4 separate regions of the Mus musculus genome follow, and regions 1, 3 and 4 are each linked to region 2. Evidence: chromatin contacts called from public Hi-C and promoter capture Hi-C data. All regions are on one chromosome and are shown on one strand. Each heading gives the region's core, a stretch centred on a gene start, on an enhancer-like site or on the middle of the called end of the contact. The rest is flanking DNA. Distances are from core to core; before and after follow the strand shown. Region 1 has its middle 170 kb from the start of Gm34838. Region 2 holds the start of B130024G19Rik (RIKEN cDNA B130024G19 gene). Region 3 has its middle 120 kb from the start of Arrdc4. Region 4 has its middle 160 kb from the start of Gm44689.

Region 1 (6,012 bases), core at 2,699-5,198, 1.1 Mb after region 2:
TTCCCAGCTACTGAGTTCTTGTGTCAATGACCCCACTATATTAGGCAAATACTGTTTGGTTGCATAGTTCCCATACCTCTAGGGCATATTTCAGCATCCATCACAGAATTGCTGAGCTTTAGAAGGAGAGAGTGAGATGTAAATTTAGAGCCTAACACTCTATATTTTTCTCTGAGACTTAATCAGCTGTGACGGTCTATATTAATTGGCATCTACTATAAGAAGTTTCACAAGGTCCCCAATGAAGGAGCCAGAGAAATACCCAGGGAGCTGAAGGGGATTGAAGCACCATAGAAGGAACATCGATATGAACTAACCAGTACCCCAAGAGCTTCTTGGACCTATACCAAGAAGAATCACCAATCAAAGAAAACATATGGTGGAACTTGTGGCTCTAGCTATATATGTAGCAGAGGATGGCCTAGTAGGTCATCAATGGGAGGAGAGGCCCTTGGTCCTGTGAAGGCTCTATGCCCCCGTATAGGGAAATGCCAGGACCAGAAATGGGAGTGGGTGGGTTGGGGAGCAGGGGGAGGGGATAGGGGATTTTTGGAGGGGAAACTAGGAAAGGGGATAACATTTGAAATGTAAATAAAGAAAATATCTAATAAAAAAAGAAAAAAAAAGGAAGTTTCCCTGAGGAGGATTAGAGATGTACTTATTTATGAGTGTAAAGATAGGATGTTAGAAGAGAGTTTATTACATTTTATATTTATCAGAATAGCATCAGATTCTCTTTGGTGGCCCTATGCAGATTTTTATCCCAGTTAGTTCCAGGAATGAGTTTTCCTGTTGGAGTGTATAAGTCCAGTCAGGAAGTGGTTAGTTACCTCAACAACACTTGTGCCACTGCTGCACCTGTGGACATATTTTTATCATGTCAGCCTTTATTGTACCTCACAGGTTTCGCAACCAGATGAGACTTGATTACTTTTGTCTCCATGTAGCCTGAATAGAATCTTCCAGCATTGTGAAAGCTAGCCAGGAAGAATAAGGCCTCCACATCAGTAGCAGTGTGATTTCTCCGTGTTCTGAAATTCAAGTATGTGATGTCTTTAGCACTAGAGTGTTATTATCAAAGTGCTTAAAATTAAACCTCATTGCCATAGGCCAAATTGAAAGACCTAGTTAATAATTTCAGATTAACCTGAAAATTATTTCCACTAATTAACTGCTTTGCATCTATAAACCCTTAAATGTCTAAAAGAATAATGTGGGGGTGGGGTGGGGTAAGGAGGGGCCATTCTACAACTAATAGCATCAGAACCAGTATCAACTAATCCCTGGAAATGCTTCCCCCCACCTCTGTGCACAATCCATCTGTTCAGTAGGTATTTGTCTCTTATGAGACCATAAGACACAATATTATCAAAAATTGCTGATATAGCTCAAGGTTCCTTCCTCTTTGGGTTGGATTGCTGATCTACTTAAAGTAATTGAGGAACTACAGTCCTTAAAGAAGGTGATTTCAGTTGTACTGCTAACAAGCCTAAGGCTTTACTGGGTATGCCAATATGGAATACTACTGAAGGCCTTCATTCACTTCTGTTCTAGACACGCCATGGCAATTTAGTGAAAACCAATGTTTTCTGAGAGTCAAAACATTCTGATGTCTGTTTTCATTAGGTTGCACGTTGCAGCACTCTCTTGTTGCTTGTGTTTCATAGTCCCTTTATGGTCTCTGTCATTCAAATAGCCCATCTTTAAGTGCTTAGTTCTACAGCAGTATTTCCTACTCCTAACTCTGGTCTCAAAGAATCATTCACATCAGAAATCTTCCCTCTCTAGCGTTTTCTGGCCGTGTAACCCAGGTTTGCCTCAAACTTTCCATGTCGAATGAGTTGAACTTGAACTCTTTCTCCTCCAATCTCACCCACCCAACCTTTGCAATTACAAGCATATACTACCATGGCCAAAATTCCAGTCAGGAATTTAGAACTTTGTACTTACTTTCTTTAATGAAGTCGTATGTTTCCCCCTAAAATATTCAAGGTACTATATAGTCATTATTCCTCTTTTTTCCCAAACACTGTGTCAGACATTTGCCAAAAGTATTTGCTCTTCTGAATCTTTAATTCCAGATGATTATAAATACTAATCTAATAATTTGCCACTTCACACCACAGACTATCAGTGTCACATTCATTAGTACCAGTAATTTCTCTAATACCATTATCTCTACTCATTCCAAAGAAACCATTCAATCTTTAAGATTCTGTACATATAGTCAACTTTAATGAATTGTAATTATCAGGGCTCATTCAACAGAAGTAGGGTCACTATGGATGTAAATGGATAGGCATTCACTATAGAAGCTAAACTACATAATTTTAAAAGTGTGATAAATGTCTAGAAATGATAGTCAAACTTCAGAGATCATGGAAAACTTTCCTGATGGATGGAAATGAGTGAAATAAAAATAGCTTAAAGAGAAATCTGAGATGCCAAAGCCATCACTAGCCTTTGGAGTCTCAAAGGGGTTGCTCACAAAGGCGTCATGGGGGAGCTGATCTCAGAGTCCTTTGCTTCTGGTCCCATTCATTTGATAGGTGCAGGTAAGCAAAGGACTTTGTTTTTCTCTTTGGAAAATAGCCTTGTCTTCGGGCTCCTTGATGGCTACTAACCTTAAAAACACTAATGATTGAAAGCAAACCAGGGCACAATATTTGTCCTTGCAAGGTGTCCTTTTTGGAAAGGCTTAAATGTGGATTGCTGTTATATAGGAATCTTCTTGAGAAGAAACCAAAGGAAATATTTCATGGTCTTATCAGAAGCCATAACTGAACTTTCCTGAGCAAATGATTTATTTTTAGAGACAAATACCAAATTTCATCTTAAAGTTTCTTTTGCTGATATAAACTCTGTTACTTTAACAGCAATTATATTTTTCTTATAGAGTTTTTTTAATACATTTTCATATTGATATCAGTCTTTACACAGCTTCCTTAAGGGTTTTATCTCCTATATTTATAAACATAATAGTTAGTATGTTTTTTGTTATTTTTAACAATACATATGACATATGTGTGTGTGTCTGTGTGTGGATATATGAATGTGAGCACAGGAGACTGTTGAATACACAGGCACTGGATCCCAATGGGGATACAAATGGTAATGAGTTGCCTGAGATGGATACTAGGAACGAAACTCAGGTCTTCTACAGGAGTGTTAATCTGTCTTAACTCCTGAGCCTCACTGACCTTTATGTTTCAATATTCCACATGAGATAATGCCAGAAAACACAAATGATAAATACATAATAAAATTATATTTATTAAACTTAAATTATTGTGGGAAAGAGGCAAACAACTATCACTTTTTTCTGATTCTGGGTAAGTAGCAGGCAGACATTGTGTTCCATTCTTTAAAACACTGAAGTCATTACTCATAGCTATATTCTTTGCCTTTCTTGACATTTAAACCTGAAACCAAATTTTTAGAAAATGGAAATTGTGGCGTGGGGGGAAAGTTAGGACGTATTCAAGCGCCACCTTCAGCACTCACTACTCTGAGCAGGGCTCTGGAAACTAATTTAAAAGTTTGTATCTCCAACAGTCAAAGGTGCACTGCCTATTACTTGTTAAGTTAAATTATTTGACCTAGAGGCAGCAAATAGGTTATGCTCTGTATTTAAAAAAAAATGAGTTTGGCTGTTAGGAATATTATACGTAGGTGAAACTCCATGTAATAGATGTGAAAGTCAACAAAAAAAAGTCTTAACTAGCGAAGACTCTGGTTTATGTGAAAGCAAACACTGCTCTTAGAATCTGCCACATTAAAAGAGGCTCTTATCAGACTCAGACTAGACAGATAAAAAAAAATCTAATTACAGAAGGAATATTTTTTAGAAAGCAGAAAGTGAAACTTTGATGAGTCACAGCCTCGTGAACTGGATGCAGCATGACAATGTGACTCACAGCTGTGGGTACCACATGCTCCTGAACTGATTTTAGCGAGACTGGCCTCTCCATGGGAACATCCACTCCCATCACTAGAAAAACTAGGACACATCTGCTTAAATTGCAGTATTCACAAAATTCAACTCTATTTTGTTTCATTCCAAGGAGATAGTTTCACATATTACCTAGGAAGCCTGTTGAAATAAAGAGTAAGTTCATTTCATTCATTTTCTGTCTTCTGAGAGCAGTATGCCTGGCTGGCCTTGTCCATTTCTACCTTCATATTGCTTACATCACCATGCACATTATCCTAGCATTCTGACCTCCTTCTTGGTCTATAACCAGACCCATTTGACTACAGCATGCACTTTGTTCTGAGTATTTCTTCTTCAGGTGTAACCTCAATACCATCCACTCAGTTCTTTCTTCCTGAATCCCGTTTTTCCCATTAAATGTCAGTTTCCAAGACAGGAGTTCTCTTCCCAAATCATTATCCATTCTATTGCAATTTTCACAATATGATTTTGACCATGGACATTGTTACTATTTGGATTATTTATGGATTACTGATAATGTAGTACATCAGTGTATATAAATTTTATAAGGAGAGAGAATATAGCCATCTGATGTACACCTATACTTCCTGCCTGTAGAACAATACTTGACACTAGGAACAGTGTGCTCCACAATAAATGGAGACAAGACAGAGATATGGCAGGAGCCTGTGGTTTATTGAGTGAGAAGGAAGGGATTAAGCATACCAAGTATCATACAGAGTCACATACCCTACATGACCTTTCTCAACACAAAAATAATTGCCATTGACACAGAAAAGAGAAGAGTCCTCTAGGCCTTCTGTTCTTCCTTGTATTATTAAGAAATTTAAGCACATTACATTATCCAACTCAATGAAAGCATCCACCTATTTTTACACTCCCTACCCTTTCTATGAGCCCCTTCTAATTCATCCTTAACAAAATTCCTTTCACAAACACACACACACACACACACACACACACACACACACACACACACACACACACATTTCTACTCCACCTTCAAGAAGCTCACCTTGTAAGAATCCTTTTTCATTGTCCTTTTATGTGTCAGCTATATTCACTTCTGCACCTCTCTTGCATCTGGTAATTAGCCTGGTGGTAGTATGGGTAGACTCTTTATGCCTAACTGATCACTGTCAATTTATACATCTCTAGTACAATCAAATTATAGGTAGTTCCTGTGTCTCCATACTCAATAATATTGGGGCATATTAATAAAACCAAGATTCATTCTTCCTTTAGAATTTCACTTCCAGAGACCTCATTTTACACTATCTAACTTAGTCTCCCATTGGTGTGGAAATACAGTAGAACCTATCATACCAACATTTTATACCGCATCCATATGTTCATCTAGATTACCTCTAAGCCTTATTTCTCATTCTTCTTCTCATACCTCATGGATCTTATATCACATCATTCTTTCTCCCTTCCAAGGTCCATCACACTGCACTTCTTAATTTCCTTATATAACCAGACTTGATTGGCAGTGATATTTTTGCAAATAAGCCTTTCTTACTAATAGTTTTAGGACAGATGTTCTTAAACTATGGGTTCTAACATATTTGAGATTTGAATGACCCTTTCACAGGGTTTGCTTAAGACTATCAGAAAAAAAACAAATATTTAGGTTAAGATTCATAGCAAAAGTAAAAACACAGTTATGAAGAAGCAACAAAAATAGTTTTACGGTTGAAGATCACCACAGCATGAATTACAGGTAACCAGCGTTAGGACGGGCGAGAACCTGTTTTAGGATTACCGAGGAGATTATTAGAAGTTAGAACCCATGGAATACATTTCTTAGAACTCACAAGTTGTGAAGATGAACCACAAGAAACTGTATTTCAGTGAGTTCCCTGGGAAGATTTTCAGCCACATTTGAGGGCTACAGAACCTAGACTCTTTCATATGAAATTTTTAGTTGTTGGTCCTCTTTCTCCTGTCAGAGTTATTATGAAAAATCCAAACCAAGTCTGATAAAACTCTATGATCACATCAGAGCCTGTACCCTAGCTGTTCTACACAGGGAATAATTTTAAAATGTAAGACCT
Region 2 (6,875 bases), core at 3,242-5,741:
AGGCGTCGGATCGATGCGGAGCCCACCGGGAGGTGTGCTCTCTGCGGGCGGGGCCGCTTCGGGTCCGCCGAGGGGACTTCCAGTGTCCTGGCCACCGGCCGCAGATTTACAGCCCGGGCGGGAGTTCCAGGGAGAGGAGAAATGAGGGGGGCAAAGCGCGTCAGGAAAATTGCCTTTTCAACCTTTTTACTTTTGACATTCAGTCACTTGCCCACATTGCCACTATCTCCTCCACACCTCCCCCATTCCTTCCCTAGGGCGCGCGGGACACCTCAGAGCCCTTTCCGGAGCTCGTGAGACGCGCTAGCTACCCTGTGGCCCAGGACCACCTATCAGAGTCCTGCGTAGCCACGCAGGGAGGCCCCAGCCCCTGCTTTGAGGGTCGTCCCCTTCGGGGCACGAAGCTCCTCGCCCGCCCACGCCTCCTAAGGCCGAAAAGAGGTGGAGAGCTGCTGCTGCGCTAGAGATCTGCCCCCCCCCCCCGCACCCTTTCTGCGACCCCTCCCGCTCTTTCTGTTCCTCCAGCATCTTGTTCCTGCTGCCAGTCGGACCGCGCAGGTCGTCGGGTGGGAACTTGACTTTCTTCTCCACCAGACGCCCCTTTCCTTAGAAGCAAAAAGGCGCTTAGTTGTGAATTGTTGAGAGGGGGCCTACTCTCGGCAGCTAGAGGGCTGAGGTCTAGGTAGCTACGGTGGCAGCGCTTACCCTGGGCGTGCTCACACAACTTCATGATTACATAGTCCCACCTTGACCGGGGCGGGAGGGGGGACCCCGGGAAGTGAGCTCGATGCAGAGTAGGACACTGCAGGGCTTCACCTTGTCCTAGGACTCTCGCCACCTGGGACTGCTAAATTACCAGAGTTGATTTTCGTCACTGAGGACTATCCAGCCATTCCTGGGGATGGGGGTTAGGGGGAGCTCCTCTGCTCTTAAGCTTGGGGGTTCGGGTCTACAAGTCTTCAACTGCTACCACCCACCCACCTGTTGTTAGCTGACCTGTTTTCCCCTCACCTGAGGCCTGGGCCTTTGCATTCCCCTGGGGCCCAGAGAAGAAGATGCAACTGGGCTGTGTCTTTGCACCCCTCCCCATATCTTAATACCCTCGCTGTTGTCATAACCATGGCTTTCTAAAACGCCATATCTGCAGAGTCTATCTTTATACTAATGCATACTTAATTGCTCTGTCTTGACTGTCCACATAAAACAATTTAATTAGGGTGGGGGGTTTGGTTGGATGATTTTTTTTTTTTTTTGGCTTTGGAGAGCAAAGAGAAGAAAATCTGCCCGACGCTTATTGTATTTAGCACCAATACAGGCAGAAAATGTAGCACAAGTTTTTGGTTGAAAGAGCACCTCTGTGTCCATTGAAGGGCGTTGATCCGAAAAGGCAGAAAGGACAAGTAAAATCGATTGGAAGCGACCCTCTCTGTCCTTTTCACACCATTCAGAAACTCCATTCCTTCTAAGACAAAGACCAGAGCCTTGGGAATTCACAGGGAGAAGGAGGACTCCAGTCTCACAACCCTTGAACACTTGTTTTTAAATCTTCAATATTTCACTTTAAACCTGCACTTGGTGATGGACTCCTGCATACCAGCTCTCAGCCCCCACCCCGGCCCCACCCTGGAGGAGCCATGGAATTTTGCCACCCCTCACCCTAACCCCATGCCCCTGCCCGATTTGGCCTTTCGGTCAGGCGGGCCTGCCTTTTAGGGTTAGTGCATCTCTCACCTTTGACCCTCAAGATTGGAATGGCTACCAGTGTTCTAAATTTGACCAAAGTTGGAAGAAAATGACCACAAAATAATTACTCCAAAGCCCAGTTCTAGTTCAGCGTCTGAGCCACCTTTCTGGTACAACAGCCACCTCCATCCCTATCGCTACCCCCCACCTTCTCTGGCAATGAATGCCCTAGTCACCTCTGAAGGAGGGAGCTGGGTGGCGATGAGTTGCCAGGTCTAATTGGTCTTTCATTAGGTTATCCCAGGCGCCCAGGCTGGGGAAGGTGGTCATCGATCAGACCTGGCATGAAAAGAAAAGGAGGCGGGAGAGGAGAGGAGAGGGCCAGAGAAGGGGAGGAGAGAGGCCCGGATTTAGATCACCTTCACCTGCCCAGAGCCCGGCCTCCCTGTTGGAGATCCCTCGACCTTCAACTAGGATGAAGGGGGCGGGGCAGAAGGGAGGGGGCATTACTGAATTACACACGTGGCCTCCTTCTAAGAGACAGAGTGCACCTCCTCTTCGGAGGAGTCCCACCAGCTATCCACTCTTTGTAACTGATGAGACAAACCGCAAGGAAAAACTTCTGTAGCCCATATTTATGGTATTAATGAATAGTTTAAAAAAGATTTACACTTCTTATGATCAATATTCTGAGTTATTTCCCTCAAAGTATATAATTACAGTGTCTTCAGAGTTTCATCATTGTTTGAGGTGGCAAAACCATTTGTAATTTTCATTAGCCAGTAAACATGTAATTAACATTCAGCACTGTGTTTAACTTAATTCCTGTTTAAGACAGGGACAAGAAGCAGTGAAGAGCGTTCGTTCCATTTGTCAAGTCTGACATACATCTTACCATAACAGTTTCCTAAAATAAAAGATTCATGTTTCCCCATTCTTCTCCTCTTAAAACAAAACAAAACAACAACAACAACAAAAATCCATTAGTTCAAACTGTACTAAACTGCAAGAGACAGCTCAGTCTGCTCTCAAGTTTTGCCAGTTATTGTATCTCTGCTTCTTTTACTCGTTTGGGGGAATTGATAAGGGGAGGGGTGAATTAAGTATTCATTATTTAAAGGCATGAAATAGGGGAACCCCTCCTCCCAAAAGAAATAGATTTCCTCTTCAGGAAAGTTCTAGAATGGACAGTAGAAAGGGGAGGGAGGCACTAATCCACAGGGGAGAGGAAGAAAAATCATTGGGGAGGGGGGACTTGAGTTAAAAGTAGAAAATGAGGATTCCAATTGATTCCTAGGAAAAAATGTTGGCCTCCTGTTTCAAGTTCTATCTTTGATCCAGGGTGAGAGGACCGTGTCTGCCAGTCTTAGGCTGCAGCTCCCCCCCCCCTCTGGTTTTTCCCCCCCAACTTGCTTTAGGATTAGCTTCCATCCCTCTCAACCCCAAATGGTGGAATTTGGCTGTGCCTCGGGGTTGTCCTGCTTTGCAATATTGCCTATAGTTGTTTTCGGTTTTCTGCTAAGACTGAGCCGGGTTGCTCCAGCCTCCGACTAAACTCATTAAGTTGGGAGATTTTTTTTTTTTTTTCAATTGGAAGGGTGTTTTTAAAGTCTCCTCTTTCCAGCCCCAAACAAGGTGTAACAACGCACTCTTCCTTCTAAGGCATCAGATGAGAGACAAGGATCACTCCAGACAGCTCCTACCTACGGTTTGGGGTTTTTTTTTCTTAAAGGCGAGGCTTGCATTCCTCAGCAGCTATGTACAAAGCTCCCTGAAGCTGTCTCTCTCTCTCTAAAGTTAGTGTGCAGGCTTTTCCAACGGCTGAGAGCGCCTGGTACACAGGGAAGCAGTTCCTTGAGGTGGAAGATCTCTTCTTTCACCTTTCTTTTTCCCTGCAGACTAATGCCTACTTTTTTATCAGTTTGCACAATCGCTTAGATAAACACCGAGGAGGAGAGTCTCTTTAATTATCAAAGACACATCTTTTCAGGGGGCCAACAAAGCATTTATTTCACCCGCCAAACTAAAGGAGAGTTATTCCAGTTTAGAAGGAAGATGCAAGCGGTTTGGGACCTTGAACAAGGCAAATATGGTTTTGGTATGTTTGCTTACTGTATTTTTTTCTCTTTCTCTTCTTTCTCACTTTTCTCCTTGTGCTGTGTGGGGTTGGGGATGACTTGGGGCTTTTCAGAAAATCGCTTTGCTAACGTGTATGCAATGCCTCGGACTGTGGTTGAAGGGGTCTGGGGGAGGGTGGGGGCAGTCAATTCAGTGCGTTGCCATATTTTATTACATGTATGTGGTAGCAGAGGTGGAAGGGGGGGATACAATTGCAAAGCTGCCAAAATATGATTAAACCGAAGCATAAAGACTGCGGTTGCCTCCCATCTCCTCGTCCTGTCTTCTCAAACTCATTTCCTTCCATAGAACTGACTGAAAACCAATCCTATATGCCTGGTTTTCCAAGCAGCAGATTGTCTAGGTTTGCTAGCGAAGGGGCTGCTAGGCTGGCTTTGGGTATCAGAATTTCCTGTTCGATTTGCCTCTGCGCTTCATTTTGCAACCTTGTGCAGCTGACATGCAGGCAGGCAAGCAGGCAGGCAGGCAGGGACCAAAGCCTTGCCTGGCGCCCTCGGCCGCGGTTCCGGAAGGAGAGCGCTCTGTTAAGCTAGGAGAATCTCAAGGAGAAGGGTACTCACCATCGGGCGGGGTGGTGAAGCTGGCGTGCGGATTTCAGGCAAACGTTTACCTTTTTGCTGTCTATTGCAACTGCGCCGGGCTGACTTTAGAAGCAATTCTGTGCTCTGTGCAAAATGTTCATGGAACGGTTCCTCATTAAAAAAAAAAAAAAAAAGCCAGCGAGAGAGACGACAGAGGCAGAAAGAAAAAAGAGAGGAGGGGTGAGGGGGACGCACATAAACCCAGTTTCAAAAAAAAAAAAAATCATCTCTTCACTAGAGACTCCGGAAACGTAGAGGCAGCGAGATCCCAGCACAGTCCAACCAAGCCACAACCAAATAATTTTCAATCCTGAAGAATTATTCAGATTAAAATGTACAGAAGTTTCATTCTCCTATGCCTACGTGAGCCCCAAGTCGTTTCCCTTTAAGGGCTCCTTTTCTTTTAAAGTTGGATTTTAGGCAGCAAGGACTCTTACACTAGGGGGCAGACAGATACTGCACTTACTTCAATCTTAAGCAATTTTTTCCCTCCCAGCATATGCTCTGATTTAGCACTGTAAATTTTTCAGAGGACCCAACTCTGACAGCCCCTGGTGATTTTCAAAGTACCACAAGCCAGTGGTTAAAAATTGCATTGACTTGGAAGTTCAGAGGGACACAATGGAAGCCCCTTCTCTATTCACGGAGCTCCAGTGTGGTGGAAGAGAAAAACACACACGACTAGATTGAGGGAAAGGAGAAATTCAATGGATCCTGGATTCTACTGAGCTCAGAGTTAAACTCGGAATTGCTGGGGTCTGTATTCATATTGTGATTTAATCTGTAAAGAATTACAGACTAGCCAACCACTTTCTGCAAGGAAACCATATTCCTGGGAGCTGAGGATATATATTTTTTTCATATTAAGACAAATGTTTTCCCCTAACTTTGACCAGTCAAATAAAGCTTGCCACCATTCTCATTAAAATAGATTTACATTTGCAGTAAAGGGCTTGGCTGAGTTTTTAAAAATAATAACATATAGAGTTGTATCTTTTAATTTTAGGACTTTTAAATCTTAGAGTTAAGACAGCTGAGCATCTTTAAGAAGGGCATTTAAAAATATTTTTGCTCCTCCCCATCCCCAATTCGGCTGTCCTGTCTCTTCATTCTCTCAGTAAAATTAATTACAATTCATGTGGTGATTTTTTTCCCTTCCCTTTCTAAACAGCATTTCTATAGCTAAATGAGTCCTAAAATACAAAGTGAAGCACCTCTAACTCTGTGGTAGTTATGTGCCTAGCTGGCTGTAATTCTACAATTCATATATACATATATATATATATATATATATATATATACATATATATATATATTTGAAGTCTATAATTTCTTTAGCTTGAAAAATGAGGAACACACACACGAAGCTTCTCCTCAAAAATCACCTCTTCGTGTGTGTGTGTGTGTGTGTGTGTGTGTGTGTGTGTATGTGTAAAAAGTAATCTTGACATGGAAATGGCTGCACTGGAGAGGCAAGATTAACATTTCTCCATAATCAATTATGCTCATCTATTAAGTCGAGATGGGGCTACCTATTAAATTTCCTGTGTCAGCCTCAGTCTCACTATATGCTGAGCTTGCCTCTAATCTGACATTTGCAGTATCAAATAATTCCTTAAATCAGAGAAGTTTTTTTTAAAGACCCACAATTCTCTGAAATGACTTATTTTCTATCTTTCTTATTCTCTGTAGGAGAAAGTTATATGGTGTCTCTAATCAGCCAGAAGTGCTCAGCCTAGCTTTACTCTATGACCACCTTATTACACACCAGGTTTATGATAGGCTAGTACCTGCTATAGCTTGTTATTTCTTAAAACATTCAAATAATCACAGCACCTGCCGCTGTAGTGCAATATGTGAGTTCTGTGGAGAAAGGGAAGGCTGAGAAAGATTTCAGGGTGAAGCTTAAATAGGATTTTTTTTTCTCTTTGCCAAAAAGTCAGCGTCTGCCTGCCCATATCTTTCTGCCCTCCTTGTCTCACACTCTGTCTCTATGTGCAAAAGAAACTGCCCCGAAAGCGTGGTTTTCTCATGTCAACTGTATGTTCAGTTCATTTTACTAAAGTAAAATTTACACTGCCAAATTTCTGCACTACCAAGGATGCTTCCTAAAGTTGTTGTTTTACTCTTTGTGGTGTCTTCTTTTCCCTCTTGTAGCTCAGCAAATTTTATGTTAAAAAAATAATTTAATTGTTGGTAAACCTGTTTGACTTATGGATTTAGTTTTGTCTTGGTTCAAAGTATTCCCTATTAAAAACAAATTTCTCATACAATTATGGAATTCTCACAATCAACTAGCGGGTCTAAATCAAACAGCAAGTTTAGTCAGTAGAATATAATGTGTCCTGGAGGTTGGTTATAGAACTATATATGCTTTATGGTTAAAACTGAGGCACAAAGTCAAAGATACATCAATATCATTGGTTTGAGCGTCTTGAGATGAATGACACGGACAGTAGGGTTTGTTTGTTT
Region 3 (6,555 bases), core at 1,337-3,836, 1.7 Mb after region 2:
TGCTTTGTACTGACGTCATGCCTGCTACTCAAGACATGAGTCAGGAGGGCAACACCATCGCCCTGTTGACAGATGAACAAGCTGCAACCTTTCTCTTCTTAAATGTCAGACGGATCCACTTTACCTTAAAGAGAAACCCTGCCATTTGGAGACTGATTTAGGAACACTGCCCAAAACTTACCCAGACCCTCTCCATTGTCCCCATAGGAATTAGTTAGTTCCCTGGCAGGTAACATGTTATAAAAAGAGTAGTCACTTCTCCCTCTCACCATGTGATTCCCTCCCCCTCCTATACGTACCCTTACCATGACAGAATTCACAACACTGTGTGGCATGGCTGGGAAGCCCTCATCAGAGACAGAACAGGCTACTCAATCTTGGACTTTCACCTCCAAAATTGAAGAGTAAGTAAGCTTTTTAAATATACCTCACCCAGTCTCAGGTGCTTCATACCGCAGCAGAGAACCTAGGTACTTAGGTAAAGGTCCCCTCTTTTGGGTTTGTCATTCTTGAGTACACAGCCATAGCGCTTTTGTGGAGCACTCTGAAAATAAGCCACCCCCATGTACCCGTTATGCTATAACAACGTCTTTCTTCCTGGAAACCCATCTCCTCCTGGAATCTCTTGGGTTCCAGTCAGATAACTGGCTCAAGTCTGAAAAATGTTCCTTCCGGGGCACATCCATGGTCTCCTGCTATCACAATTAAGTCCCTGATGTAATCCAGAAATTTTTCTGCCTTTCAGCTGCACCAGATAATTCCCCTTAAAAGCTGCCCCGGAAGCTCGGTCATTCTCACCCTTATCTCTAAGTACTTAATCACCATCTGCCTTTCATTGTCTCCTTTCCCATGTATTGATAGCTCCATCAACAGCTAAAAAAAATTTAAACTTCCACCACACCTGTAAATGCCTTAAACACTGTGTCCACCAAGCATTCTTTTCTCTGAAATACTAGCCTAGCTCCCACCTGTGACAATTTTAATACAGCATTTGCCCGTGCCTGGGGCAATAAGGACTCCATCTACCTTGAGCTAAGGGTTGTGCTCCCAGCTGACTGGTGGGCCTCCTATTTAAATTCCTGTTTTAGAATCTGTTTTGACATCCTTCTGCTGGCACCAATGACTGCTGGTTGAGTCTGACACACACACACACACACACACACACACACACACACACACAAACTTTGAGCTAGAGAGTGAAGGTTTTGAGAGGTCACAGGAGAGCTATGAGAGTTCTCAGGATTCCCTATAGGGAGCTCAGAGGTTCAGTTGTCCTGAATGATATTCCATGTCCTATAGCAGTGGTTCTCAGCCTGTAGGACACTATCTTTTTAGAGATTGCATATCAGCTATCCCATATATCAGCTATTTAAATTACTATTTGTAACAGTGGCAAAATTACAGTCATGAAGTAGCAACAAAATAATTTATGGTTTGGTGACCACCACAAGATGTATTAAGAGAGCCACTGTCCTGGAGACATGGTTGCCAGACCCTAGCACCTCCCAATCCAGCATTCTCTATGTGCAGGCTGCCACCAGGGAGAATACAAGGCCTGGAGTGGGTGAGATTGTCTCTTAAAGACTCAAGGACAGAACAATTTTTGGAGAGTGACATTCTGGAATAATCAGCAGGAAGTACCCCTTGACCCCGGGCCATGAGCACCTTGATCTTGAAGAGAAATTCAGACATGTCAAAGCATCTTCTCCATCATGTTGGGGTGGGGAGTGCATGATTACACATCATAAGGCAAACTAACGTTTGAAACAAAAGTCAAAGAGAAAACGGAAACCACATTTAGCGCCAAAAATTTGCCTCAAATTGTTATACACTTATTACATATAAGCCACAAGCTTGACTCAGATTTTTAGAGAATGGGGGGGGGCGTGTAATCTCCCTGTGAGCTCAATATCCAGTGCTCAGCTAAGTGTCTCTTCTTGGGGAAGACAGAGCAGCGAATGAGAAAGTAGCCCCTCAGTAGCCTGACCGAAAGAAGGTGGGCTTTGCTTAATGAACTGTACAACAATGTCACCATCACACTGATGGGCACTGGGAATGTGTGCATTTCTCAGCATCCTCTCAGAGGCCACCCGGACACTCACCCCAAGCCCAGCTCCAAAGGGTAGCAACTAAACCAGCTGAAGAAAGTCTACACCTTTATGTAAAAAAGACCAAGAGCACAGGAAACCCTTCCAAGGCAGCTCCACATTCCTTCCACCTTTACAGAGACCAATGTATGAAAACATTTTCAGAACACCTGTCCATCTATGGGTAAGTTCTTAAAAAGTGGGCACACTAATTGCAATAATCTACTGCAGTTTTTGAAACATTTGTTCAGCAGTCTTTGAAGACAAAAAAGCAAATTGTTTTCATTTGGTGGAAAAGCTGGTGATAAATTAAGGTTTCCCATGCCCCATAGAAAATGCCTTTTTGTTTTATTTCCAAATCTCTCCCGGTCGACATGCAGGGAGACATATTTATGAAGAAAGCAAAACAGATGATCTGGCCGCATTGCTGAAAGAGGGATGCATCTGTCTCCAAGCACTGCAAGCCACTTAGCCACGATAAATCTTCCCAGCCCACAGACATTAGCATGCCACAATTCTGAGTGTGCTCCCTGAAGAGCTCATTCGCACTACTTACCTTAGGTACTCTCAAGGCCCCCAGCATCCCACAACCCCTCCTCCCCTGCTTACTGTGGTTCATGCCTCTGGATACCAACATACCCACAGTCCCTTGCAATTGGTGAGGTCAGGGTTCTTCTTCTCAAGCATTACCCTCTTAATCTTTTTGCAGATCTCCAAGTTCACATACTTTGTTCTCTTTTAATGGACTCTGACCTCCCTCAGGAATGAAAGAATAAGTGGTAGAATTTTAAATGGGTTCTACTCATCTGCTATCCTTAATGTAACATTACATAAATAGCCCCAGGGACCAGATGAGACACTGCTATGGCCAGTATACAGTCTCTGGGAGGCAGCACCAAGGCCTGCTTGCTATACATAAGTCAGCCAAAGTACCACACTCAGGCCGATGTTCTTCTAGGGCCAGATGAGCCAGAAAGTATTGCTAAATCTGAGAGCTCAAGGGTCCTCTGCAGGCCTTCTAGGGGGAGCAAGGTTTGGGGCCAGAAGGAGTAAGGATATTGATACAAAACCATCTTCAAGTTATTTTTATGGAATTCCTCTTTCTAAACGGTTTAAAAAGACAGCAAAGCCTTCCCTTCCAACAAGTTGAGAGGACAAATGGAAAAGCCATCTTCTTGGCCTCGTTCCTATTTTAGCAGGCCAGGAGTCAAGCAAAGCTATTTTTATTCGGTGGTAAATCAGAATTCATTTGCTATAGTTGCCATAACAAAGCACCACAGATTGTATGATTTATTCACAAAAAAAATTACTGTCTCATAGAACTGGAAAGCCGAAGTCCAAGCTTTAGTTGTTGGGCAAGGTATCAGCAAGGCTGGTTTCTTCTAATGCCCTTCACACAAACATTTAGCTCTCTGGCTTCCCCATGTCTTCTCTTGTCCTCTTCCCCCGTATTTATGTCTACACTGAGGTTGTCATAAGAGCTCCAGACCTGGGGCAAAATCACACACTTCCCCGGGATCTCATCTGAACTTCATTGCCTCTTCAATAACCTTGTCTCCAAATGGGGTAGCATTCTTGAACACTGAGACTTATGCTTCAACATATAATAAGAGAAACAAGCACAGTTCATGCCATAATAGGCCAAAATCTCACACCCTAAACACTCTCATGGAGCACAAAGATGAGACAGGGAAGAGGAGAGAGCACACTGACGACTGTCGTGCGTGTAGGGTTAATTACTGTTCTCAGCAACTGGAACTCAGTCCCACTGGGGAGTTCCAAGATAGCAGGATCATGAACTGTCCAAGAGCTGTGCTAATTTCAGAGGAGGGGGTGTAAGTATTTATGCAGTGATTCTATCCCAGAAATTCTATGGAAGTTTATATATCTTTTTATGCATGTATGTCTCTGCATATTTATGTGCAGGAGCCCACAGAGATCAGAAGAGGAATTGGACCCCTGCAACTGGAGTTATACATGATTGTGAGTTGCCATGTGGTTTCTAGGAATGAAACCCTAGTCCTCTGCAAGAGCTGTAAGTGTTCTTTTTTAAAAAAAATATTTTATTAGGTATTTTCCTCATTTACATTTCCAATGCTATCCCAAAAGTCCCCCATACCCCCCCCATTCCCCTACCCACCCACTCCCACGTTTTGGCCCTGACATTCCCCTGTACTGGGGCATATAAAGTTTGCAAGTCCAATGAGCCTCTCTTTCCAGTGATGGCTGACTAGGCCATCTTTTGATACATATGCAGTTAGAGTCAAGAGCTCCGGGGTACTGGTTAGTTCATAATGTTGTTCCACCTATAGGGTTGCAGATCCCTTTAGCTCCTTGGGTAATTTCTCAGGCTCCTCCGTTGGGGGCCCTGTGATCCATCCAATAGCTGACTGTGAGCATCCACTTCTGTGTTTGCTAGGCCCCGGCATAGTCTCACAAGAGACAGCTCTATCTGGGACCTTTCAGCAAAATCTTGCTGGTGTATGCAATGGTGTCAGCGTTTGGAAGCTGATTATGGGATGGATCCCTGGATATGGCAGTCTCTAGATGGTCCATACTTTCGTCTCAGCTCCAAACTTTGTCTCTGTAACTCCTTCCATGGGTGTTTTGTTCCCAATTCTAAGAAGGGACAAAGTGTCCACACTTTCGTCTTCACTCTTCTTGAGTTTCATGCATTTAGCAAACTGTACCTTATAGTTTGGGTATTCTAAATTTCTGGGCTAATATCAACTTATCAGTGAGTACATATTGTGCAAGTTCTTTTGTGATTGGGTTACCTCACTCAGGATGATGCCCTCTAGGTACATCCATTTGCCTAGGAATTTCATAAATTCATTCTTTTTAATAGCTGAGTAGTACTCCATTGTGTAAATGTACCATATTTTCTGTATCCATTCCTCTGTTGAGGGGCATCTGGGTTCTTTCCAGCTTCTGGCTATTATAAATAAGGCTGCTATGAACATAGTGGAGCATGTGTCCTTCTTACCAGTTGGGGCATCTTCTGGATATATGCCCAGGAGAGGTATTGCAGGATCCTCCAGTAGTACTATGTCCAATTTTCTGAGGAACCGCCAGACTGATTTTCAGAGTGGTTGTACAAGCTTGCAATCCCACCAACAATGGAGGAGTGTTCCTCTTTCTCCACATCCTCGCCAGCATCTGCTGTCACCTGAATTTTTGATCTTAGCCATTCTGACTGGTGTGAGGTGGAATCTCAGGGTTGTTTTGATTTGCATTTCCCTGATGATTAAGGATGTTGAACATTTTTTTTCAGGGGCTTCTCTACCATTCGGTATTCCTCAGGTGAGAATTCTTTGTTCAGCCCTGAGCCCTATTTTTTAATGGGGTTATTTGATTTTCTGGTGTCCACCTTCTTGAGTTCTTTATATATATTGGTTATTAGTCCCCTATCTGATTTAGGATAGGTAAAGATCCTTTCCCAATCTGTTGGTGGTCTTTTTGTCTTATTGACGGTGTCTTTTGCCTTGCAGAAGCTTTGCAACTTTATGAGGTCCCATTTATCGATTCTTGATCTTACAGCACAAGCCATTGCTGTTCTATTCAGGAATTTTTCCCCTGTACCCATATCTTCAAGGCTTTCCCCTACTTTCTCCTCTATAAGTTTCAGTGTCTCTGGTTTTATGTGGAGTTCCTTAATCCACTTAGATTTGACCTTAGTACAAGGAGATAGGAATGGATCAATTCGAATTCTTCTACATGATAACTGCCAGTTGTGCCAGCACCATTTGTTGAAAATGCTGTCTTTTTTCCATTGGATTGTTTTAGCTCCCTTGTCAAAGATCAAGTGACCATAGGTGTGTGGGTTCATCTCTGGATCTTCAATTCTGTTCCATTAGTTTACTTCTCTGTCACTATACCAATTCCATGCAGTTTTTAATGACAATTGCTCCATAGTACAGCTTTAGGTCAGACATGGTGATTCCACCAGAGGTTCTTTTATCCTTGAGAAGAGTTTTTGCTATCCTAGGTTTTTTGTTATTCCAGATGAATCTGCCGATTGCCCTTTCTAATTCATTGAAGAACTGAGTTGGAATTTTTGATGGGGATTGCATTGAATCTGTAGATTGCTTTTGGCAAGATAGCCATTTTTACTATATTGATCCTGCCAATCCATGAGCATGGGAGATTTTCCATCTTCTGAGATCTTTAATTTTTTTCTTCAGAGACTTGAAGTTCTTATCATACAGATCTTTCACTTCCTTAGTTAGAGTCACGCCAAGGTATTTTATATTATTTGTGACTATTGAGAAGGATGTTGTTTCCCTAATTTCTTTCTCAGCCTGTTTATCCTTTGTGTAGAGAAAGGCCATTGACTTGTTTGAGTTAATTTTATATCCAGCTACTTCACTGAAGTTGTTTATCAGGCTTAGAAGTTCTCTGGTGGAATTTTTAGGGTCACTTATATATACTATCATATCATCTGCAAAAAGTGATATTTTGACTTCCT
Region 4 (6,724 bases), core at 2,238-4,737, 1.2 Mb before region 2:
GAACGCTCCTTTTTGCATCTCTGGGATTTTTTTTTCTCTTCCTCTCTTTTCTCACCTGGCCTACTTCTTATTTGCTTTTTATGTGTGTGATTTAAACAGCATTTCTTGTGAGGATACTTCCCTCTCTTTACTTTATAAAGAAAGTTTTGTGCGTGTGTGCACACAAGAGTGTGTGTGTGTGTGTGTGTGTGTGTGTGTGTGTTGTATATGGGTACAATGTCTGTGTGTGTATGATTTTTATGTATGATCTGGGCATTTGACCTCAGGTCCTCACACTTGTATAATGAACACTGTACATCTTGTGCCATCTCCCTAATCTACTATTCACCTTTAATTATCAACTTTTATCATAATATTCGCATTCTCTACTTCTTCTGTTGAGGATTTTTTTATAAAGTCAAACAAAATCATCTGTATTTGGTGATATGATAATAGCCAATATCCATGTTTTCTCCCATGCCTCCTCTACCAAGGAAGGAGAATATGGCAATGAGAGGAGCTTCATGGTGACTAGATTAGGCCCTTAAATCCTAAGAGGAAGTCTGTCATGGATACGCATGTAAAGAAATTCTTAGATTGTATGTTCTGCCCGGAGACTGTCTAGAAATACTCTTACTTGTCTCCCTGTTTCTCCATCTTGGCATGTTAGATTGTGTAGAGACAATTTATGCTTGGGGTAGAGGATTTAGCTTGGTGGAAACATTCTTGACTATCATGTGAAAGGCTATGGTTTCTGTCCCCAGGAGGGAAGGAGGGACGATGCAAAAGAGGAAAATAAAGAAGCACGGGGATGGAGCTGAAGAGATCAAGAGCTACTTTGTCATCTGTTGGTGATGGGTTCATGTCTGACAATCCCGTGGCTAATGTATGCAGGAGGCAGATCATGCAGCACTGGAATGTCCAGAGCCCCTCCTTTCCAGGAACCCACACACCCTGTTGCCCGGGGGGACCTCAGTTGGCAGGAGAATGGGATCTGTTCTGAAGGCCCCATTCCAGTTCCTTAAGCCCTCATCAGCCCAGACACCAATTAGTGGTCATTATGAAGGTGTTTGGAGTTGTTAATTTACCCTGGTTTTCTGATGTGGATAACAGGCCTGGAAAGAGTGGGCTGGGGAAATAATGTGTTTTAGGACAGGATTCATTGCTTGGGAGACAGCTGTTTTGCAGACACCACAGTGAGGCTACTGTAGGCCTTAATGAGGCATACAGCACACAGAGCTGGCTACAGAGGCAGAGGTGGGGTTTAGGCGAGCAGACGGGGCTGCAATGGCCTCAGTAACATGAAGCCTCTGTGTACTCCAGAGCATCTGCCACAGATCACTGTCACTTCATAGCGACTCCAGGCCCTACCTTATCCAAGGTAAGAAGCACTTGCTGATGGTTGTAAAGCTGGCGTGGATGCAGCTTGCTAAAGCATTTATTCTTTGGGGGCCACTGGAGGATAAGGTCTGAGTAGTTTCCTAAGCATGGTCTCCCTTCTGTATTATGAGTCTTCTGGGAGTGTAAATGTGAGTCGCTGCTCTGGAAAAAGGTGTGCAGTGGTGGGGGTGGGGGGTCATGTTTTGGATGCGTGTTCTCTGCTTCCTCAGTTCCAGTCTCTGACAAAATAAGCCATGATTTTCCTCATATAATTTCATATTCTTTATTTTTATTTAGTACTATTTGACTATGGGTTTAAGAGAGAGAGAAAGGCAGACAGACAGACAGAGAGAGAAATAGACAAAGACAGAGATAGAAACAGAGAAACAATGTCCAAAGAATACAAGCTTTGCATCGAGAAGACGTAATTTCTGTCTGAGCTATCCAGTTCTGAGCTGGGTGACCAGCATTGGTCTCCAGACTCAGTTCAGCAAGGCAGTAATAACTGCCTTGTTTATATTAATTGTGCATAGCCAGTGAGATATACTTTTTGGACATAAGACTGTACTATGTACCCAAGCTGTTCTCAAGCTCCATGATCCCCTGGGTAACAATTACTGTGATTACAAGTGTCCACCACCATGTCCAGCTTCCAGCTTCCAAAAGGGTATTTGTTCTGCATGAGAAACTCCGAGTCCTCCAATAGCACTACAGAGAGAAGGCTCAGTGAAAGGACAGTCAGCTAGTGTGCTGCTGAAGTCTGTCTTTTATAAAAATACTGGGGCTGGAGAGATGGCTCAGTGGGTAAGAGCACTGGCTGCCCTCCCAGAGGTCCTGAGTTCAATTACCAGCAACCACATGGTGGCTCACAACCATCTATAGTGAAATATTGGGCCCACTTCTGGCATGCAGGTGTACATGCAGATACTCATACATAAAATAAAAATAACTAAGTGGTGTTCTGATACACAAAGTACAAAAGAAAATAGATTACTATCCCTCAAGAATACAGATGCTAAAATTCTTAACAGAATGTTGTCTGGTAGACAACCCTCGTGGGGCAGACTAGAGTGTAAGTGTCTGTAGCTTGTTGGAACCATCAGTGACGGATTGGTGGGTTCTCTGCATGATGAAGAGAAGAGGGAAATAGGGACATAGTTAAACTGGGAGGAGGAAAGAGGAGAGGGAAAGAGGAGGAGATGGAAAGGTGGGGAGAGAGAGAGCAGAATTGGAATACACCCCCAATATAATCTATTTACAGAATAAGGACCAGCAATGTGCAGGCTCTGACTGAAACTGACACTCCTTATTAATCCCTCAGTTTAGAATTATTACCTATCTCTAGATTCTTGTGATGTTTCATATACTTATGCATTCATATACCAGCTACTTTTGTTCAGTCAATATTGTGGTAGTTAATTCAGTGAACACCCCAATGTGCAAACCAACTCTTCTGCAAAGAGTAAGCTATGTCAGCCTAGCAGGATGATGCATGCCTATAAACCCAGTGCTTGAGAAATAGATGTTCAAGATTCTCTTCAGTTGCATAGTGAGTTGAAGACCAGCCTAACCTATACAAGACCCAACCTCAAAAAACACAAAGAGGAAATAGTGTGTTATCCAATAGAGAATAACAAAGAAATTAGGAAATGGGGAGTTTTATACAGCATCAAGGGAGAAGAAATAACCATACATGGTACTGTATGGAATTTCCTCACTGTGTTTAAATCTTTGGGTCTGGCTCTGGTCAATGGGGATGGAATGATACTGTTGGTCCCTGGTAAAGAGAGCAGCATGTATGAACATTATATGATGTAACTTACAAGTGGGGATTCCAATCAGACGTGTATTTCTTATCAATGTGTCTTCTCGGGTCGCAGGAAAACATCACCTTCTCCTCCACCCCCCAGATTTTTCCTCTTCAGAAGAATCCCATTCTGTCCTGAGGACAGACTTCTCTGGTGCTCTGGAAAGCTGGACGCTGCCTCATCCTTTCACTGGTGAGGGGGTAACTGAAGGCCAGGTGTTTTCACTTCAGATGCTCCAATGGCCAGGATATGCTCAGCACTTGGAAGGTAACAAATTTGCTATGTCACAATTGATAATCAACTCTAGTAAAAGAATGTCCAAATCAATTGAGCTTTCGCAAGGGCAAATGGACTGAACGCAGGCGGGCTCCCAGCTCAAGCTGGCTGGGCTTGATAAATTTGCCCTTATTATGGCTATCGATGTTTAAATTTCTTCAGGGATGTTGTTACATGGGTGCCTGGTGGTGACAGAGGTACGGTGACCTCCTTCGATCCTTAATCTACACCTGTTAGTTGGCTCCCTGGTTGCCTCGAGTATACTCAGGCTTAAAGGTTAACAAAAGAAAAACAGGCTGAGTTTACGGCACGGCAGCCACAGATCAATGTGAGTAAATAACCTTCCCTGTCTTATTTCCCCAAGCATTATCGATCCACGGTCTTTGTTCTTTGTCATGTTTCTGTCTTCTTTTCCCAGGGGACACTCAACGATCAGCTCGCACTGGACATGTTAACTGGCACATTATGACAGCTACCATTTTGTCACACAATGTAGCCATATATATATATATATATATATATATATATATATATATATATAGAGAGAGAGAGAGAGAGAGAGAGAGAGAGACTGTGCTTTATTCTTTTCTATGTTGTAGACTAGGATGTGTAGGACGTGTATCTCCAGCATGAGTAACTTTCTGTACCACACAAGTCCATAAACTTCTTGGAATGAGCAGAGTAACTTATTTCTTTTAAACATCTATCAAAGCAAATAGTGATCTGATGTATAAATCTCCAAGGTGAAAAAACAAACAAACAAACAAACAAACAAACCGAGCCTGTTGGCCTCCAGATTTACATGTCTTTGGGAGCAGGGTCCTTTACTACTCCACAACAGGTTTTAAAGCAAGGGTCAGCCTTTCCTAGTTTTCTTGGTGAAACAAACACCAAGTAATTATTACTCTGGCTCCTGAAACATCATTGTTCCAATCAGTTTCTCCTGGTATCCTAGAAAGGTTTGTACTCAGGGTGAGGAATGCTCATGGAAACATGTCAGGGTTTCTTATGAGATCTGGCCCATTCAAAATGTAAATAATATATCCATATTCACGGTAAAATAGAACAGAATTTTAAGTTCACAATTTAAAGAACAACCAACGTTCCACAGAAGTAAGAAATGTCTTCTTTTCTTAAATCTATTATACTAAAGGACATATTTGTGTGGTTGAAAGAAAAAAAGAAAAACCTCTCTCAGTTAAAATCATCAACCTGGAGTGGGAAGCACTGTTGAAATGACTCAATAGCTAGGAGAGATGGCTGCTCTTGCAGACCACCCAAGCCCGTTCCCAGCGTCATGCCAAGTAGCTCGTAATTAAATGCTTTCCAGCTTCAGGGGCACCTGATACCCTCCTCTAGGTTCTGTGACCCCATCACACATAAGATACATACTCACATAGATACATATGTATGCATATAAAATTAAAATTAAGATAAATTAAGTAAAGCTAAGAGAATGTCTATACCCCAAATTTGCATGTAGAATGCCTTTCTTTGAATTTTTATCAAATAGTGTGGATGGTTTTATACTGAAGAAAAAAATAATAACGGGGGAATGCATGGATAATATCAAGCAAGTTTGTACCTATTGCCTTAAGAAGCAAGAATGATATTTTATACATTACAAAGGGATTTAAATGGGAAAAATAAAATCTAGGGTCTGTAAGTTGTTGCTATTGGGTGCAGTGTGCATTCATCAAACAAAATAAAGCCAATACTAGTTGTTATGCAAAAGAAAAATATGGTCTAACAACTAGATGGTATTAACTCTTGCTCTATGGACATATTTAGAAATGTGATCGTAGCAAAACCGAAAGTTATTATTCAGCTCCTTTAGTGTCAAATATACTCAAGCCTGGTTTTTCAAATCATTTGACCAAACAGCCTTTCCTGATTTGGGGACATTTATCAATCTTTAACATGCCGGTAGAAACCATGAGTAGGTCTGGGAACTCGTTTCTCTCCCAGTTCCTAAACTTGCATTCTGTAGAATCCACTCTAGCAAAACTAACCTTCCAACAAGCTGGCAATGTGACACGTAAGCTTATTTCTACCATTTCTCTCCTTTCAGAAACCACTGAAAGCCCTATTAGACACGTTGAAATGGCCATTATGGAGGCTCGAGCTGGAGTGTTGCAACAGTTTGCTTTGCAAACTCTCATTAGTGAATCCTCATGTGACATCCTCATGTACTGGGGCTGTTAATGTTGTGAACAGATAAGGACATTTGGCCTCTGGTGATTTATCGGACCTAGCTATTTCAAAGTACTAGGAGAGTAGGTGACAATCTCAGAGCGATTACATTAGCTGTTTTTCTCACTGCTATGTATGACATAAAAACTGACAAAAGTAACGAGCAAGTGAAGGCTTTATTTTTGACCCTCAGTTCTAGGATACAGTCCATCATGGTGGAGTTGTCATGGCAACAGAAGCCTACTTTATCCAATACCATGTAGCACCGGGTGATGATGCAACCCTCCTATTAGTTTCATTTTTAAAAAGTACTAGCCAGGATATCAGCTCAGGGAATGAGGCCACATTCAGTGAGCAGATCCTTTCATTTCAATCAACCTAATAAGGACAATTCTCACTGGAGAGCCATCTTCCTGGTAATCTCACAGAGTTGACAGTGGAGACTATCACAACAAGGCATGGTGGTAGGAGCATGAGGAAGATGGTCATACTGTATCCAAAGTCAGGAGGCAGAGGGTGCTCTGCTCCATTTTCTTTTTTCTTTAGTTTAGGACCTGGGTCTATTGGATGAGGCTAGCCACGTTTAGAGTAAGCCCTTCTACCTTAATTCTCCCAATTAGAAAATCCCTCACAGACATGCCCAGAGGTCTGTTTCCATGGTGATTGTGTTCTTTGTTTTGTATGTGTTGTACTGGGTGCTTTCTGCGGCTGCAAATGTATTTTCTTCTCACCCTAGATCACCCCTCTCATCCTTTATGCATTTATGTTGTGTCATCTCTCTGTTTGCATATTCATAAAAACACCATTAAAATATTTTGTTTATACATGCTATTTAAGACATTATACCATATGTTGCAAACATAATTTTAGAATTATTAGCCTTTATTTCTATTTTTAAAAGTTTCCAACTCTTGGCCCCTCTCAAAGAGGTCAGCACAGTTTTTTTTTTTAAAGAAAACATGTTCAAAGTGAACAGAAATAAAAAATAAAAATGGAGTCAACTGAAAATATATCAACCTTTGGATTGCTACCAAATAACCTCTTCTTTTCTATCCCCCAAGCCATCATTGCAAGTCAAAAGAGACTAA

Evidence for each region. Promoter capture Hi-C pulls out the DNA fragments that hold promoters and counts their contacts. A called contact is a pair of places that touch in the nucleus more often than the background predicts.
Region 1: a contact with region 2 is called in a Hi-C map of adipose-derived mesenchymal stem cells, with 4 times the contacts expected there. The contact joins the enhancer-like site here to the promoter of B130024G19Rik in region 2. A contact is called at or near these places in 2 of 39 promoter capture datasets (the 3T3-L1 cell line and hippocampal neurons), 3 of 484 Hi-C or Micro-C datasets (adipose-derived mesenchymal stem cells, cerebral cortex and cortical neurons) and 2 of 115 datasets of contacts at active chromatin or transcription factors (the NIH/3T3 cell line and forebrain).
Region 3: a Hi-C map of uterus shows a contact between it and region 2, with 3 times the contacts expected there. The contact joins the enhancer-like site here to the promoter of B130024G19Rik in region 2. A contact is called at or near these places in 2 of 39 promoter capture datasets (hippocampal neurons and pre-B cells), 3 of 484 Hi-C or Micro-C datasets (all in uterus) and 1 of 9 other capture datasets (embryonic stem cells).
Region 4: a promoter capture Hi-C map of liver shows a contact between it and region 2, with 5 times the contacts expected there. The contact joins the enhancer-like site here to the promoter of B130024G19Rik in region 2. A contact is called at or near these places in 6 of 39 promoter capture datasets (frontonasal cranial neural crest, hippocampal neurons, liver and 2 more), 1 of 484 Hi-C or Micro-C datasets (liver), 4 of 115 datasets of contacts at active chromatin or transcription factors (differentiating embryonic stem cells, embryonic limb bud, neural tube and 1 more) and 2 of 9 other capture datasets (adipose tissue and liver).

The regions. Positions count from the first base shown.
Region 1 is chr7:69,231,412-69,237,423 of GRCm38.p6, reverse strand. No RefSeq gene overlaps it. Among named protein-coding and RNA genes, the nearest start is that of Gm34838, 170 kb to the left of the region's middle. Within about 2 kb of position 3,948, at least 18 of the 459 cell types and tissues checked have an H3K27ac peak or open chromatin away from gene starts, as enhancers often do. A contact at or near this core is called in adipose-derived mesenchymal stem cells, where this site is marked.
Region 2 is chr7:70,362,999-70,369,873 of GRCm38.p6, reverse strand. It overlaps B130024G19Rik (RIKEN cDNA B130024G19 gene), which reads right to left and starts at 4,491. Exons shown (of 11, transcript NR_045850.1): 1 at 4,383-4,491. It also overlaps a transcript of Nr2f2 not described here.
Region 3 is chr7:68,628,797-68,635,351 of GRCm38.p6, reverse strand. No RefSeq gene overlaps it. Among named protein-coding and RNA genes, the nearest start is that of Arrdc4, 120 kb to the left of the region's middle. Within about 2 kb of position 2,586, at least 2 of the 459 cell types and tissues checked have an H3K27ac peak or open chromatin away from gene starts, as enhancers often do. A contact at or near this core is called in uterus, where this site is marked.
Region 4 is chr7:71,541,289-71,548,012 of GRCm38.p6, reverse strand. No RefSeq gene overlaps it. Among named protein-coding and RNA genes, the nearest start is that of Gm44689, 160 kb to the left of the region's middle. Within about 2 kb of position 3,487, at least 5 of the 459 cell types and tissues checked have an H3K27ac peak or open chromatin away from gene starts, as enhancers often do. A contact at or near this core is called in liver, where this site is marked.